Regions from separate parts of the Mus musculus genome. Here all the other regions are linked to region 2. The links are chromatin contacts, called in public promoter capture Hi-C maps. All regions are on one chromosome and are shown on one strand. The core of a region is the stretch at or near the end of the contact, and the rest is flanking DNA. Distances in the headings are between cores, read along the strand shown. Region 1 overlaps Rlf (rearranged L-myc fusion sequence). Region 2 holds the start of Smap2 (small ArfGAP 2). Region 3 overlaps Rlf (rearranged L-myc fusion sequence).

Region 1 (4,946 bases), core at 33-2,532, 150 kb after region 2:
CACACATTAAAAAGACATTTTAATTAGTACCAATGACATCTCATTTAGTTCTATACAAACGGTTTCAACAAGGAACTCCAAATTCCAAGGTATTCTGTTATTTAGATCCCCCAGTTCCTAATTTGTCTAACTATGTACTGGCAATGAATTCTGGTTTTCACATGACCCAGTCAATTAATCTTAATTGTATGTGTTTGGCAAAATGATCCCCAGCAGAGGTTTCTCATTACACACACCCATTACTAGGATACACACAGGTGCTGACATATAAAAAACTTTTATTCCCAGCTGTTCCTCAGGTTAATTTAACTCTTCTCCTGAAAGTTGAAATAGAGTAAAAATTATGCTATATTAGAACATATGCTCATTAAAAACATCAATTACTGAACATGTAGCAAGTCACCAGTAGTTTTCCAAAGTAAGGGCTCTTTATAATTCTATTGTTAACTAGATGAAATGAGTGCTTCTTTTAAAATAATTTTTGTGTGATAAATGTCTTTGTCCTGATAAATCTAACAAATTAATTCGAATTACAAGAAATATTTAAAACTACATTTATCTTATATTTGCCTAACATGTGTGAAGCTCTTGGGTTCAATTCTCAACATTGAAGAGGGTCAGGGGAGACATTGCTCATCACTTTTCCACTCAATGGAAATAAACGGCACAGAGGAAAGACAGCCATGGAGACAGCTGAACTGCCTTTTAGTCCGACTTCAGACTATCATTAGCATAATACACGCAGGGCTTTGGGAACATTACCATTTTGGCATCACTGGTGGAGTATAGAGAGAGGACTGTTATCATGGAGACTGTCATTTAATGGTGGTAATACTGAAAATTTTTAGTATTATAAGAGTTGGTAAACATTTGGCAAAGCCTTTACCAAACAGTTTCTGGTATTGAGTACCCCACTACTGTAGCACAAAAGCAGCCAGAGACAGGAAAGAGCCAAGAGTGACTGTGCACCTAAAGACTCAAAAAACACTCAAAAAACAGATACAGGTAGGCATGCTGGTGTATGCCTATAGTAACCCCACTACTTGGGAGGCTGAGAAGTGGACTAAGAGTTTGAAGCTAGTCTAGATTACGTAGAATGTTCAGTGTTACCTGAGGTAAACAAAGAACAAAACAAACAGAAAATAGGTAGAGCCACATGTCATAGAATGTTTCAACTAGCCAGCATAAAGGCTAGCATCTGCAACATTGCCTATGTGGGTAGTACGTTAATGTTATCCAGATTGTGTAACTGCACTACAGAGCTGGCACAAAGATGAGACTGCCTCATGACACATTTTCCAGATGTGTGGCTGCCAATCCAGATACGATGTAGAACAGCAGCAACAGGCCCATTTCCCACAGAGGTTTCCTGCAAATTCAGCAACCTCACAAATGAACCAATTATGTAATTTCATGAAAAACCTGTTTACTTACTTAGTTGTTTACCTGACTTAGCAAAGCAGTAGTAGGCAAGTACTATTATCAAAGTTAAAACTCAGCTCCTTAATCTGTTATTAATAAACCAAGAAAGATCATGGATAAAACAAAGCTGACAGCTACATGTATAATCTTCAACACATGCACAGTCCAAGGTTCAACTGCAGCACCATTAAACCAACAAGCACCCATAAGCTGACTGACTTCCCACACTTCCCTGGCTCCTCTACTCACTCCTCTGAGGGTCTCTGAGAAGGCCACATTGGCCTCCAGCTCCGAGGGCTAGAATTATAGGTGTGCACTACCATATACTATTATTCTGAGTATTTTGAAGCCATATACTATTTTGCTTATTGTCCCTATTTCTGGCCTGTCAGTGAATACTGTTGTTTCTCAAAATTTCTTTTCCTAACCCTAATACACTATTCTTTAATCAAATTTCCCCAAAATATCATACCTTATCACTTGTTACCTTCAAAGCTGAGTCTGAACTTTATCCAATCTAAGCTCTAATACATTTGTTTCAGAGGACCTCCTTTCACCAAGCCAACAGATCTTGTTTCTTATAAGACCTTAACTCACATGCTCTGGCTCACACAAGGTCTTCACTAGTGAGTTACTGGAAGCACAAGTTAATTCCTGTCTTTTATTACAAGTCAGTTGTTCCTAACACATTCTATCCATCTAACCTTACTTCAAGGTTCAATCAGGCACCAGCTTCTCCACAGAGCTTGTAAATGGTATTTACATGGTTAGTTTCCATAATTACTTCTGTATTGAACACAGCAGCTGCTTAATATTATTTAGTACTTTTCTTTCTATAATTGTTTCTAGCAAATAACGCTATATGAACTCTGTATTTGCCAATGCCCAATACAATAACAATTAAAGTAGGTTTAAATTATGATTAAAGTTAAAGAAAAGTTATAGGATGAGGAGGAAATCAAATCCAAAGTTAGACTTTTGCTGCTACTTCTGAATTTTTCTCACAAAGTCTCAAGTACTGAGATTAATGGCTGTTTCTTAATTTGTTTTCTGAACACAAAATACTGCAGTTGGTATAAGGTCAGTATCTGAACTTACCAGATACTACAGCCAGTCAGCCAGCCAGCCAACCAACCAACCAAACACATGCTTTTAAAAAATGTGTATTACCTCATCCAAGGCCAATCATCTATATGTATACACACGATAGTGCTACCCTTCCCTCCTGTTTTCTTAAGACAGGCCTTAAATCTGAAATCTTCCATCTTGTCTTCTCAATTGCTTCTCTCTAGTACTGCATGTTAGATCCAAAGAATTCTTATTATAGAGTCTATATTTGTTCAGTGTCTATCTATGGTGTGGCAAGAACTGAATCTTTTTAAAAAATGTGCATTTGACACAGAAGCCAGAGAACAACTTTGGGTGTCAACCTCATGAGCACTATCAACCTCCTGTGAGTCTAAATCTCTCATAGCTTGGTAACTCACCAGTTAGACTAATTGGCTGGCCATGTACACACATACACACAAATACACATAAATAAAAAATAAATCTTTCAAAAAAAATTTTTAAAGACGGGTGTATGTGTGTGGGGTGGGTGGGAAGGCCTTACTACATAGCACAGGAGGGACAAATGTTTAGCAAATGCTTTTTGTAATTATATTCAAGATTGCAGTGGGAAGTATGAAAAGACAGATGATGTGAAACAGTTCAGTTTTTGATTTCTTTATGACACAATACTTATACTCAATTAAGAGTCATTGAGACAATCTCAGTTTTGGAAAACTACATTCAGGTGTTCACATCACCAAATAGCTGCTTCACTGTCTAGGTCCACATCTCAAAACAAGGATGACCAACACTGTCACTACTCACATACTATGCACCACCAGACCATCTTCCCCAAAACAAGTACTCTGTGAATGTAATGTTATGGGTTATACTCTTCCCACTAGGATACTGCTAAGTATGTAAATGCTTAAAAAAACAAAACAAAATGAGGAAGTCAGTAGGAAGATAAAGATTAATGGGAGTCAGGATGGAAGGACAAGCTTCTCGAGTCAATCCAGTAGGAAGAACCTTAAACATCAACAATGTAGGTGACAAGCCTCTCAGAACAGGGAGGTAAAAACTGAGCCAAAGGATAATTTAACCACTTCAAATAACTATTGACCCAAACACTGGTCTAGAATTCAAATAAAGAGCTGGCTTTATAACACTGCATTGTAGCAGCTATTTATTGAAAACAGAGTAGAAGAGAAAATATGGAGCATTATTTTCTTTTTAATTTCTTTGTGTGTGTATCTATGTATGTGTGTGTGTTATATGTGCAGCATGGAATATATGTGGAGGTCAGAGACATCATTTAGAAGTTGGCTTTCCTCTTCCATCACGAGATCCAAAGATGAAATGCCAGTGCCTCTGCCTACTAGCCATACATCTAAGCAGTCTCCAAGGCATTACTTTACATTGGACCATGATGAAGGCATCTTTGACAAGGAAGATACTATGAGATAAGAGAGTAGCCATGAAGTGTGACTTGTAAGCACAAACCTCTATGACAAGAACACACTTGGCTTGTGTCTTAAACCTTAACAAGGTAGCTGAAGAGCTGTGAGCATTAAGTTGTTTAAGAAAGTTTAAAAACAAAACAAAACAAAACAAAACAGACATTGGCCATAGCAAATAGAATGAAGGCGTTTAGATTTAACCTGAGAAAAATGGAAAATTATTGGAGGGTGTGGGCAGAAAATGGCCTGACCTAAGCACTAAAGAGATTTTACTTCAAGAAAGTAAAATGTAGTGGCCATCAGCGAAACTACACACAGTTCAGAAGGCTTCTGTATTCATCCTGACATCTCCGATTCCCCACATATTATCTGAAATGAACTATCAGATATATATGTATATATATGTGTGTGTATATATATATGTGTGTGTGTGTGTAAATGTATATATCTATATCTCAAGGATAATGTGTTACTATTGTATTGAAGAATAAAGATAAAAATTACTGAACTCTTCCTCACCCCAGAGCCCGACCCCTCCCATCTAGAGATTGTTCCCAGAACACTCCTGAACTCTTCACCCCAGAATGCATTCCTGAACTCCTCACCCTAGAGTTCGAACTAAAGACTGTTCCAAGAACATTTTTGAGATAAGGGCCTCCTGGAACAACCTCAGAATGAACCGGGTACATTGCCAAATAATAGGACATGACCCCTTAGTTACGTAGAATTCCCTTGGCAGAACCCCTTAGTTATGCAAACTTGTACTTTCCCTGCCCCGCTCTCCCCCCTTGAGTTTTTCCTATATAAGCCTGTGAAAAATTTGGCTCGAGGTCGATTCTCCTCTACACCATACTAGGTGTATGAGTTTCGACCCCAGAGCTCTGGTCTATGTGCTTTCTTGCTGTTGCTTTATTAAATCTTGCCCTCAACATTTTGAGTTCGGTCTCAGTGTCTTCTTGGGTCCGCGGCTGTACCGAGGCTTGAGTGAGGGTCTCCCTTCGGGGGTCTTTCAGT
Region 2 (4,705 bases), core at 1,534-4,033:
CACTTAGAGGTCTGTAGTCCAGGCAACATCAATACACTAAATACTAATAGATGAACTCTCCAGACCTTGTCTGGTGAGCTCTCAATTTTCTGAAAAGGACAAGAGGAAAACAGAAAAGTAAACTCAAACTCAAATCTTATTTCAGTGAACAGTCTTCTAACTCTTCCACCAACTGCTGGTCCTTTTTATCAGGGCTGAGCAGGTCATGATCTACTAATGCAAATATCTCTCTTTCCTACCCTCTGAGAACTGCCTACGAGTTCATCACAAAACCTGAAAGTGGAAAAGAGGAAGAGAATGAAGGAGGGGTTAACCGGCAGACAGGGCTGAACATTCGGCAGCTAGATAAACAGGCCTCTGCAAAAGCCTGTTTGACAGAACTGAAAGATAATGGACACGTGGGCATCTCTTTTTTTAATAGTGGCAAACGCGTTGAAGAGAATTTCTAACTTCAGAACATTCAGGATCCAAGGTTTTAGTATCAGTGGCAGACAGCTACTAGGCTTTGTTGTTGGTGTCGTCTGTTTTTACATCTTAATTATTAACTTTGTGGAGATTGTACATGTATGTACTAGAGTCCACGTGGAGGTCAGGAGACAATTTATGGGAGCTGGTTCTCTCCTCTTACCCTGTGAGTCCTGGGGATCAAACTCAGGTTGTCAGTCTTAGTGGCAAGCACCTTTATTCACTGAGCCCTATCGCAGGCCCCAGTTACTAGTTCTCATCAGGAATTAACGAAGTTCTATGTCTGATTATATCTAGTAAGGCTATTAATAAAGGGCAATGGGAGATTTGGAGGAAGACCTGGTAAATTAACGTGTCTCTTCCCCATGGTATATGTTATTGGGATGAGTAAGCATACAAACAACATGAGTACAGGGGAGGGGGCGGTTCTAAAAATCATCAACAATGGTTTCTGCTCAGTGGATGCCTCGCTGCGACTTAAAATTGTCAATGAGGACATCAGAGGATTTGAGTAGACCAAAGGTGCTCCTACACTGTAAACCAAACCTTCCAGTAGATCTAACAAGAATCAAGCTACAAGAAATTTCGACTCCTCAACATAAATTGAACTCCTGTTAACGCAAAAATTCTCGAGAGAAGTCTGGGGACCTGCTTTGCTGACAGTTCACTGCATTTGCCTACTGATAGAGGTCACTAAAATTTATTACTAGGAGTCTAAATCAATGCATCATCATTCTTGCGCCCTCCTTACATAACCTTACTCTAAAATAAACCATAATCACATGAAGTATGGGCTAAGTATCTATTGCTTTTCTCAACATTAATACACACACACATCTGAATGCTTTATACTACTTTATACCCATATGCTACATGGCAAATTCAGGAAATGAACTAAAGTAAATACCCCCTCCCAATTATAGCTGCTCCTACCTACAAAGCTGTACAGAATTCACTAGTAAATTTTCTACCATATTGACCTTTAATTGTAACACAGCATGAACCTTTACAGACACAGAAAACAAAGGCTAAGTGGTTGTGGCCAATTTCTATTTCCTCTCTAAAGGTGTAATCACCAGGGAAATAACGAATTGGGGGAATTCCTTGCTTCCTTTTCTCCCTGCTTGAACGGGTCCTGCACTACAGTCCAGGTCTGCTAGTTTCGCTCACCACACACGCATGAGGCCTCCACAACCCAGGCTAGACTACCTAGAAATCCGCACTGTGTCACTGCATAAGGTAGCTGTTTCTCAGTGCACACGACCTGGGTGAAGAAAGCCACCTAAGCACTCGGTCTGAGCTCAACAAGGTGGTAAAATGACAGGAGCTGCTAACGACATAGCAGACAGCAAGGAATGCCACCTTTAAATATCATTTCGACAGTTTTTCTCTTAGTCATCTCACCTTCCTCCTCGTCACCCCCACCGCCACCCCCACCACACTGCAGCTCACCCACAGCTTTGCCAAGTAAAAGGCTGCCAGCTCTGCATGACAGCGAGCCCAGAAGCCATTCAGAGTCTGCAACATAGACAGTCTCACCTGAACACACCGGGCAACCCCACCCCCCACTATATCATCCCCACTTCGCTGACACACACACACACACACACACACACACACACACACACACTCGCCCACACCAAACCCCAAGTCCCAAGCCCGAGGAAACCCAGCAAGCTCATGAGCGAGGGTGGCTCGCGTGGTCATACGAAGAGGACTCGCCCTGAGCTCCAGAACCCCCTCCCCACTCAGGCCATCGCAGCTCATCGCCACGCCGCCGCCCCGCAGCTGGCCCCCCGCCGGCGCCCCGGATGCGTTACCTTTGGACTGGCAGTCAGCACAGAACTTGTTATCTTCCTCCAGCAGCAGGTTGGCCAGGACCGCCTGGTACCGATCCACGTCCTTCACCGACTTGCCTGTCATGGCCAGGGTGCCGGCGGGGGCAGAGGGCGACGCGCCCCCTGCACCCCCCAAGAACCCCTGCCTCTGTCCGGGGCTGAGGCCTTGGGGTCCCCGCCCAGGCGGTCCTCTCGCCCGGCCCGGAGCAGCCCCGGGGTCAGAGCCGTCAGCGCCCCCGCCCCGCAGCCCCTCAGCCCCTCAGCGCGGCGCCCCCTGGCGGGCTTCGGGCAAGGCAGGGACTCGCGGAGGCTGCGGGACCCCAGAAGTGGCCTAGGTGGAGCGAGCTCCCGGCTTCAGGCGTGCGGGACGCACACTTGACCCCGAGTGTTGAGGGTCTGCCCGCTGTGCTTCCCGCCTCGGTTTCCCTGGCAGCTGCGACCAGCTCAGCCGCCACCTCCACCGCCTACTTCCGGCAGCTCTTCCTCTCCTCCTCCACCCAGCCCAACCCGCGCATGCGCCCCGCCCACCGCGCTGCACTGGGCTCTCCCCTTGGCTCCGCCTCCTAGGAACCAATCCGGGAAGAGCCGGGGGCGGGGCTTAGGTGGAAGCGGCGGGAGGGAGGACACGCCCCCTGCGTGCCCTTGGAAAAGAATGAATGAAGCCGGGTGGAGAGGGAGGAGAGTGAAGAGAATAAAGTGAAGGGAACGACCAACATTTACAGAGCTCATACTGTGTGCCATGTACTGCTCTAAGCGCTTTCTATCAATTATCACAGTATGCTCTTCACAGCAACCTTTATAAGATGTGTGTTTATTATCCTTATATAATACAAGGGTTGTGGCTATCCCAGACTCCTTTAGGTTAGTCTTTCCTTCAAGAGACAAAAGGACTCACCCTCTGACCCGAGTTAAAGAGACATTACACCCTCCCTCGTGATCACTTCTAACTTGGAATGCCTCCTGCCGCTGATATACATTAGTCTTCTCTGTGACTACTGCCCTTTTTGAGCATCGCTCTGACTAGTGTCTAGGCAGAACTTTTCTTTCCTTTAAAAAAAATTTTTTTTTGAACAGGTTCTTCCTAAGTAGCCCTTGGTGGCCTGGAACTTTATATTGTAGATTAGGATAGCCTCGAACTAACAGAGAACTGCCTCCAAAGTGCTGGGATTAAAGGTATGTGCCACCATACCTAGCCTCCTTTACTTGCGTGTGTGTGCATGCGTGCGTGTGTGAGTGCGTACGTGTGCGTGTGCGTGTGCGTGCGTGCGTGCGTGCGTGCGTGCGTGCGTGTGTGTGTGTGTGTGTGTGTGTGTGTGTGTGTGTGTAGGTGTCCAAGGAGGCCAGAAGAGGGCATTGCAGTACCTGAAGCTGGAGTTTCAGCTGATGGATGAGGGTGTGTGATGTGGGTGTTGGGGAAGGAACCAGGGTCCTATGAGAGATTACCAAACTCTCTCACCTGCTGAGCCATCTCTCAGGTTGTTTGGGGGAGAGCCAGTTATAGGGTAACATGGAATAAGCAGCTACTTAAAAATGGTTATTAGGTATTATTTTCCAAAGCCTCTCTTGTTACAAATAGTGTCTTGAACCCACGGCCATCTTCCTGTGTATGCATTCCGTCCCTTCACTCATCAAATTCTTAAAAGAGACTGAGAAAAAACAGGATGTGCTAAAGGGGAAGAGAACGCTACTTCCTGATATTTGCTCTTAAGGGATTCTTCTGAAGGCTAGAGTAATAGACCAGGGAGGCCAGCAAGACAAAGTGTTTATTTGCCTCTAAGACAGCAGTCTTGTTCATCTCTACTTTCTCCCAAGACCAGGCTCCCCTCAAAATGTTTATATTATATATTTATTTATTATATATTGTAATATATAATATTTATATATTATAAAGGGAAATTAAAATATTTGTTACATTATTAATCAGAATAATTTATTCCTGTTCCAAACCTTTTCATTCCAGTGAAGTCTCAAAGAACTTACTTTCATAAACGTCCAAGTTCATATAGTATTTTCCTAAGACAGGTCCATCAGATTTGATATTCTCTTAGTCGTTTTTAAATTTTTATTTGATTTTATTGAGACAGGGCCTCCCTATATAGCCCTGGGTGGCCTGAATTCACTCTGTAGTCCAGGTTGGCCTTGACCTCACAAAGTTCTGCTTGCCTCTGCCTCCTGAGTGCTAGGATTAGAGGCATTGCAATATGTTGGCCTTAAGATTTAGTTTTAATTTTTAACTATGTGTATGTGTGTCTATATGTGGGTCTGCACATAACAGATCAGGTGCCCTTGGAGTCCAGGAAAAGGGCATCCAATTTTCTGGCGCTGGAGTCATTCACGGGTGGCTTTGCTCCACCTGACTCCTCTTGTACGAGGATCTCACTTAACCATGCTCACCCGTTGAA
Region 3 (5,037 bases), core at 2,516-5,015, 180 kb after region 2:
CCACCTCTTTTCAGAAGTCAAGACTAAAATAATTTTGAAACTAGCATCAAGTTTGTTGATTCTAGTTCAGAAAACAACTCAGTCTCCCACCATCTTGGCAGCCAGTGACTTATTCCCAGTCCCTAGTACTCTTATCTGAATTGTTACAACGGTTCCCTTTGGCGGTTCTGAAGGCTCTCTAGTTCTCAAGTTTGCTATAACTGCAACATATCTGTACATTAAAGAATCAATGTGTAGGGCAAAAGGACCACAAACAGCTAGACTAAAATATGCTAACACAGCTAGACTGCAGTAGTAATGGGATTGTGGGCTATTTTTCTGTCATCTTCATATTTTATTTTGTGAAACTATCAGGAGAGAATAACTTCAAGATGGTCACATTTTATGTAAGGGATGCATTCCAAAATAGTAGTTATATTTATTGGGCATATAGTATTGAATAGGTTCTTTCCTAAGGGCTTTCACTCTATTATAGTCATGAATCACATGGTTTTGGTCAGCAAGGGCTAATGATAGATTTAAAGAGATGGCTCAGTCAGATCTCTGACGGGTTGAAGACTAGCTATAATCTCATAATTAAATGTAAGTTATTTAACATTAAAGATGATGTTCTAGATTCGAAAGGATGGTTTTCAGATGGTATTACAAGTTAAAAATCAAACAAAATTTAAGTACAGAATTGTAAACTCTTTAAGTTAAGATAGATAATAGAATACTTTAAATTGACAAAGATAATGTACTAGACATTGTAAGTGTATGCTGTACCTTATAATTTACATAATTGTCAAAATTATGTTCAATGTATATCTGAGAGAAAAAAAAGCCATTTTAACTGGACAAAAGGGGGAAATGTAGTGGAGTTGGCCTACTGCTGCTTGTATTCTAATGTCAATTTGGGTCCCCCAAAATTGGGGACCTGTACATGTCTGCATGTAAGACATGAAAGGACCCTGATCTCAGTTGGTTCTGATTGGTTAATAAAAATGCCAGCAGCCAATGGCTGGGCAGGGCAGACAGAGGCAGGACTTCCAGGAGGAGGAGAAGGAGATCTGCCAGGCTGGGAGAATGTGGAGGAAAGGAGATTCCCCATGCCTGAGAGGAGTGCAGGACAAAGGATAGCTGCCACGTGAAGGAGCCACAAGAGCGCAGTCCAGTGGGGTCCAAGGCAGCCAAGATACAATACAGAATGTAGTAAGTAGTAACTTGGAATTATCAGCAGGAGGTAGTGAAGTTTAGACAGTGGCCCAATGTGTGTGTGTGTGTGTGTCTTTCATTCTGGAAGATAAAGCATTGAGGTGAGTAGGGAACCTGCCACAGGAACATATTAATTAATTATTTAATTTACAAGAGCCCACTAAGAGCATACATACTGCTCTTGTTTGTTTTGAGTCAGAGTCTCTTTGTTATGTAGCCCTGACTGTCAGGGAACATGTTCTGTCCAGGCAGGCCTCAAACTCACAGAGATCCATCCACCTGGCTTTGTTTCCTGAAGGCTGGGATTAAAGAGTGCACCACCCACCACCACACCAGGCTCTTATTGAGGACTCAAATTCATAATCCCAGCACCTGCTCCCTGCAGCTGACCTTGAGCAGTTAAAACCCCAGCACCCCTTTCCTGCCTCTCATGCATCAGCACTCTTATTTACATACCCATGCAGAGACCTACAAATTTACATAATTAAAACTAATCAAAATAGACAATGTTTAAAAAAAGAGTAAAAAGGGTTGGAGAGGTTGCTTTTCTAGATTAAGAGCACTGGCTGCTCTTCTGGAGGGCCCAGGTTCACGTCTCAGTACATATAAGTCATCTGAAACTCCAGTTCCAAGGGATCTGATGCCATCCATCTTCTGACCTGTACAGGTACCAACCACAGATTACATGCAAGCAAAACATTTTTACATACAGATAAATACAATTTTTAAGTTAAATCAATAAAACAAAGGTGCAAACAAAAACAAGGGTAGAGACTATAAATTATTTGGAGGATCCTAAAAGCCAGAACCCCAGAACAAAAATGACCTGTGCTGGGATTAGGAAGAAAGAAAAGAGTATATCCTTAATGGTTATCTTTACAAAAAAAATTTTTTTTTAAATTTTGAACCAGGCACGGAGGAATGTGAGTTTAATCTCAGCACTCGGGGAGGCAGAGACAGGTTGAGCTTTGACTTCAAGACCAGCCTGATGTACATACATAGTGTGTTCCACGATAGCCAGAGCTACATAGAAACCCTGTCTCAAAAATCCTGAGTGCGTGCTTAGACGTATGTATGTGTATTGTGTACATGCTCAGTCAGAAAAGGGATTCAGAGTCCCTGGAACTGGAGTTACATGTGGTTTCGAGTCACGGTGTGGGTGCTGGGAAATAAACCAAGGTCCTGTGCAAGAGCAGCAAGAACTCTTAACCAATGAGCCATCTCTCCAGGCCTCTACAGCATATTTTGAAAAAGTATTAGTCTTCCATTTTTTATTATAAAATTAATGTCTTGTGGCTTTCAAAGTATGCCATAATTTATTCTGACACTCCAGAACTCAGATCATAAATTAAGACAGTATTTTGTTGGACAGTGCTGATCTGAATAAAATTGGATTCTAGTTAAAAAAAGAAAAGCGCAGAAAATGTTCTATTGTCTATTATTTTTACTATACCTTTCCATGTTTGGTTTTATTTAGAAACATAGATGCCTAATGATGTGTTGCAAGTTGCCAACAGTATCTAGTATAGTAACTTGATGCACAAAATTCAGAGCCTAGCAGCAATAAGGTAGATACAATATATAGCTGAGATGTACAGTAGGCTCTTATGGCACCTAAGTTTAAGTATATCCAAGCATGCTAGGCCCACAGGCTACTCTCTCTCTCTGTGTGTGTGTGTGTGTGTGTGTGTGTGTGTGTGTGTATGAGGGGGGAGGAGGAGGAGGAGAGGGAGAGGAAGATTGGAGTAGAACCTAGAGCTTCAAGCATGTTAGGCCTTGCCTAGCAGCTGCCTGCTTACAATGAGGAAGTGGCTAGGTGAAACCGCAGCTCTTTCACCTTGTGTTGTTACTTGTAACCAACTCACACTTTCCACATTAGCTACAGCCAAAAAAAAAAAAAAAAAAAAAAGTGTCTCTAGCCAGTGTCAGGCTTCCCATTTAGGCACGAATGACTTTGAATTTCTGATCCACTTTCTAAAGACTGGGACTATAGAACTGTTTTATGAGCTACTGGGTAGGGGTCCAAACTCAGAGCTTCATATACAGTAGGTAAGCACTGTACAAACTGAGCCACATCCAACCCTTCAGCTGATTTAAAAGAGACACAGAGAGACTTCCTTGTCATTTCCATCCTCCGCTGATCTATATCCCCGACCTTTACTTCATTTTTTAAATAAGAAAGCAGAAGCTGGGTGTGGTAGTGCAAACCTTTGATCCCAGCACTCAGTAGGCAGAGGCAGGTGGATCTCTGTGAATTCGAGTCTAGCCTGGTCTACAAAGTAAGTCCAGGACAGCAAGAGATGGTTACACTGAGAAACCCCCTTGAAGAGCCAAAGGGGGGGGGGGGGACGGACAGATTTTACGCTTTAATCTGAACTAGTCACCTGCCTCCAATACCCATGTTTTATCACTATTCTGTATGTCTACTCAGAACTCACAAACCTACTATCGCTTTAATAAATATGCTTATTTCCAAACTCTGCCTTTACTTCCGACTCCACTACCTTTAGTGTCTGCAGCCTCTGCAGTGTGGTCATCATTTGGCCTACTTCCTCAGAGTTTACCACATCCACCTCCCATTCGAAAGTCACTGCTTCTGGGAAGTTTTCTGGCAATAGTGCTAAGTGACACCCACTACTTTGCAATCCTGTGGTCATGTCAGGGAAGTGGCTCAGTTTAGGTAGAACTGTCTCGCCTGCTCACTGTTCTGGGTTTGATCCTAGTACCAAAAGATGGCCATGGTTTGCAGACCTGTCATCCCAACCCTTGAGAGTCAGTGACAGATGAGAAGTTCAGTGTCATCCTCATCCAGCTACAGAAGAACCTGCACCCCCAAAGCAACAGCAACAGCAACAACGACCCAACTAAAACAACTACAAGTGTCAGTTGTTCATTACAAATGAACATCGTAGGGTAACTGGATTTTTTTTTAAAGATAAGTGTGTGCATTATTTTAAAATCTGCACATAACACAAGAAATCTTATTCTGATTTTAATTTCTCAACAAATGAAATACATAAAATTCTAAATCTAGCTAAGAGGTGGAGAGTTTAATCCCAGCGCTTGGTAGGTTGAAGCAGGCAGATCATTTGAGTTCAAGGCTGGTCTGGTCTACAGAGCAAGTCCCAGGATAGCCAGGGCCTCACAGAGAAATCCTATTTTGAAAATAAAGTTCTAAATCTGAGCAATGTGATTATATTGTAAAGGGCAAGCTTCCGCGGGAGTCAGCAATTGAATCTCATCCCTGAAACAGGGGTTAACATTTTAAAATGCAAAAGTAAGGAGATGGGAGGACTCCAAAGATGATGAGAACTAAGATTTAAACATCAGTTAGCAATGAGGACCGAGGGGGTTGACATTAATGAGTGAGAAGAAAACAGCTGGCTGCTTGAACTGAGGAAGTACCTAGAGGCAATCTGGGACCTGGGCTGCTTCTGTACTAACACAGCCGCTACACATTACTTCCAGCTGCTCTGAGCTCAGAAATCTGGCCTACTCACAGTCCATCGCTCTACATTTCTTCGTCCACCCTGATTACATTTCACTGGGTCCAGTCCACCATCCCATCTCCACAGACTATTTTAGATACTGATCCTGTCATAGGTCATAAATATACTTTCTAGCTTCATTTCATTTTTAATTTTAAAATGCTTCTTGCTTTTGCCATAACAGTAGTGTATCTTTAAATATGTGCTATTTTCCATTATGCATAAAAACACCACCCAGAAACAGATCACTGTTAACAGGCAAGTTTGAGAATTTCCTTAATGTGTAAAGTGAAACATTTTATTTTATGGTGATGTTATGTCTCTACATTTACTGAAGAGCTTTCTTTGACTTCAT

Evidence for each region. Promoter capture Hi-C pulls out the DNA fragments that hold promoters and counts their contacts.
Region 1: a promoter capture Hi-C map of liver shows a contact between it and region 2. The contact joins the enhancer-like site here to the promoter of Smap2 in region 2. A contact is called at or near these places in 4 of 39 promoter capture datasets (cranial neural crest, embryonic stem cells, liver and 1 more) and 3 of 484 Hi-C or Micro-C datasets (embryonic stem cells and liver).
Region 3: a contact with region 2 is called in a promoter capture Hi-C map of neutrophils. The contact joins the enhancer-like site here to the promoter of Smap2 in region 2. A contact is called at or near these places in 10 of 39 promoter capture datasets (the C10 cell line, the HPC-7 cell line, cranial neural crest and 7 more), 1 of 15 datasets of contacts at CTCF or cohesin (the NIH/3T3 cell line), 1 of 484 Hi-C or Micro-C datasets (embryonic stem cells), 9 of 115 datasets of contacts at active chromatin or transcription factors (the 230-238 cell line, CD8 T cells, bone marrow-derived macrophages and 4 more) and 3 of 9 other capture datasets (adipose tissue, liver and pancreatic islet).

Annotation. Positions count from the first base shown.
Region 1 is chr4:121,162,384-121,167,329 of GRCm38.p6, forward strand. All of the region lies in intron 5 of Rlf (rearranged L-myc fusion sequence), which reads right to left. Among named protein-coding and RNA genes, the nearest start is that of Rlf, 50 kb to the right of the region's middle. Within about 2 kb of position 1,283, at least 11 of the 459 cell types and tissues checked have an H3K27ac peak or open chromatin away from gene starts, as enhancers often do. A contact at or near this core is called in liver, where this site is marked.
Region 2 is chr4:121,014,464-121,019,168 of GRCm38.p6, forward strand. Smap2 (small ArfGAP 2) reads right to left here and starts at 2,784. Exons shown (of 10, transcript NM_133716.3): 1 at 2,286-2,784. The coding sequence starts at 2,388.
Region 3 is chr4:121,193,411-121,198,447 of GRCm38.p6, forward strand. The region is part of intron 1 of Rlf (rearranged L-myc fusion sequence); the gene reads right to left. Among named protein-coding and RNA genes, the nearest start is that of Rlf, 19 kb to the right of the region's middle. Within about 2 kb of position 3,766, at least 118 of the 459 cell types and tissues checked have an H3K27ac peak or open chromatin away from gene starts, as enhancers often do. A contact at or near this core is called in the 230-238 cell line, CD8 T cells, adipose tissue and 3 more, where this site is marked.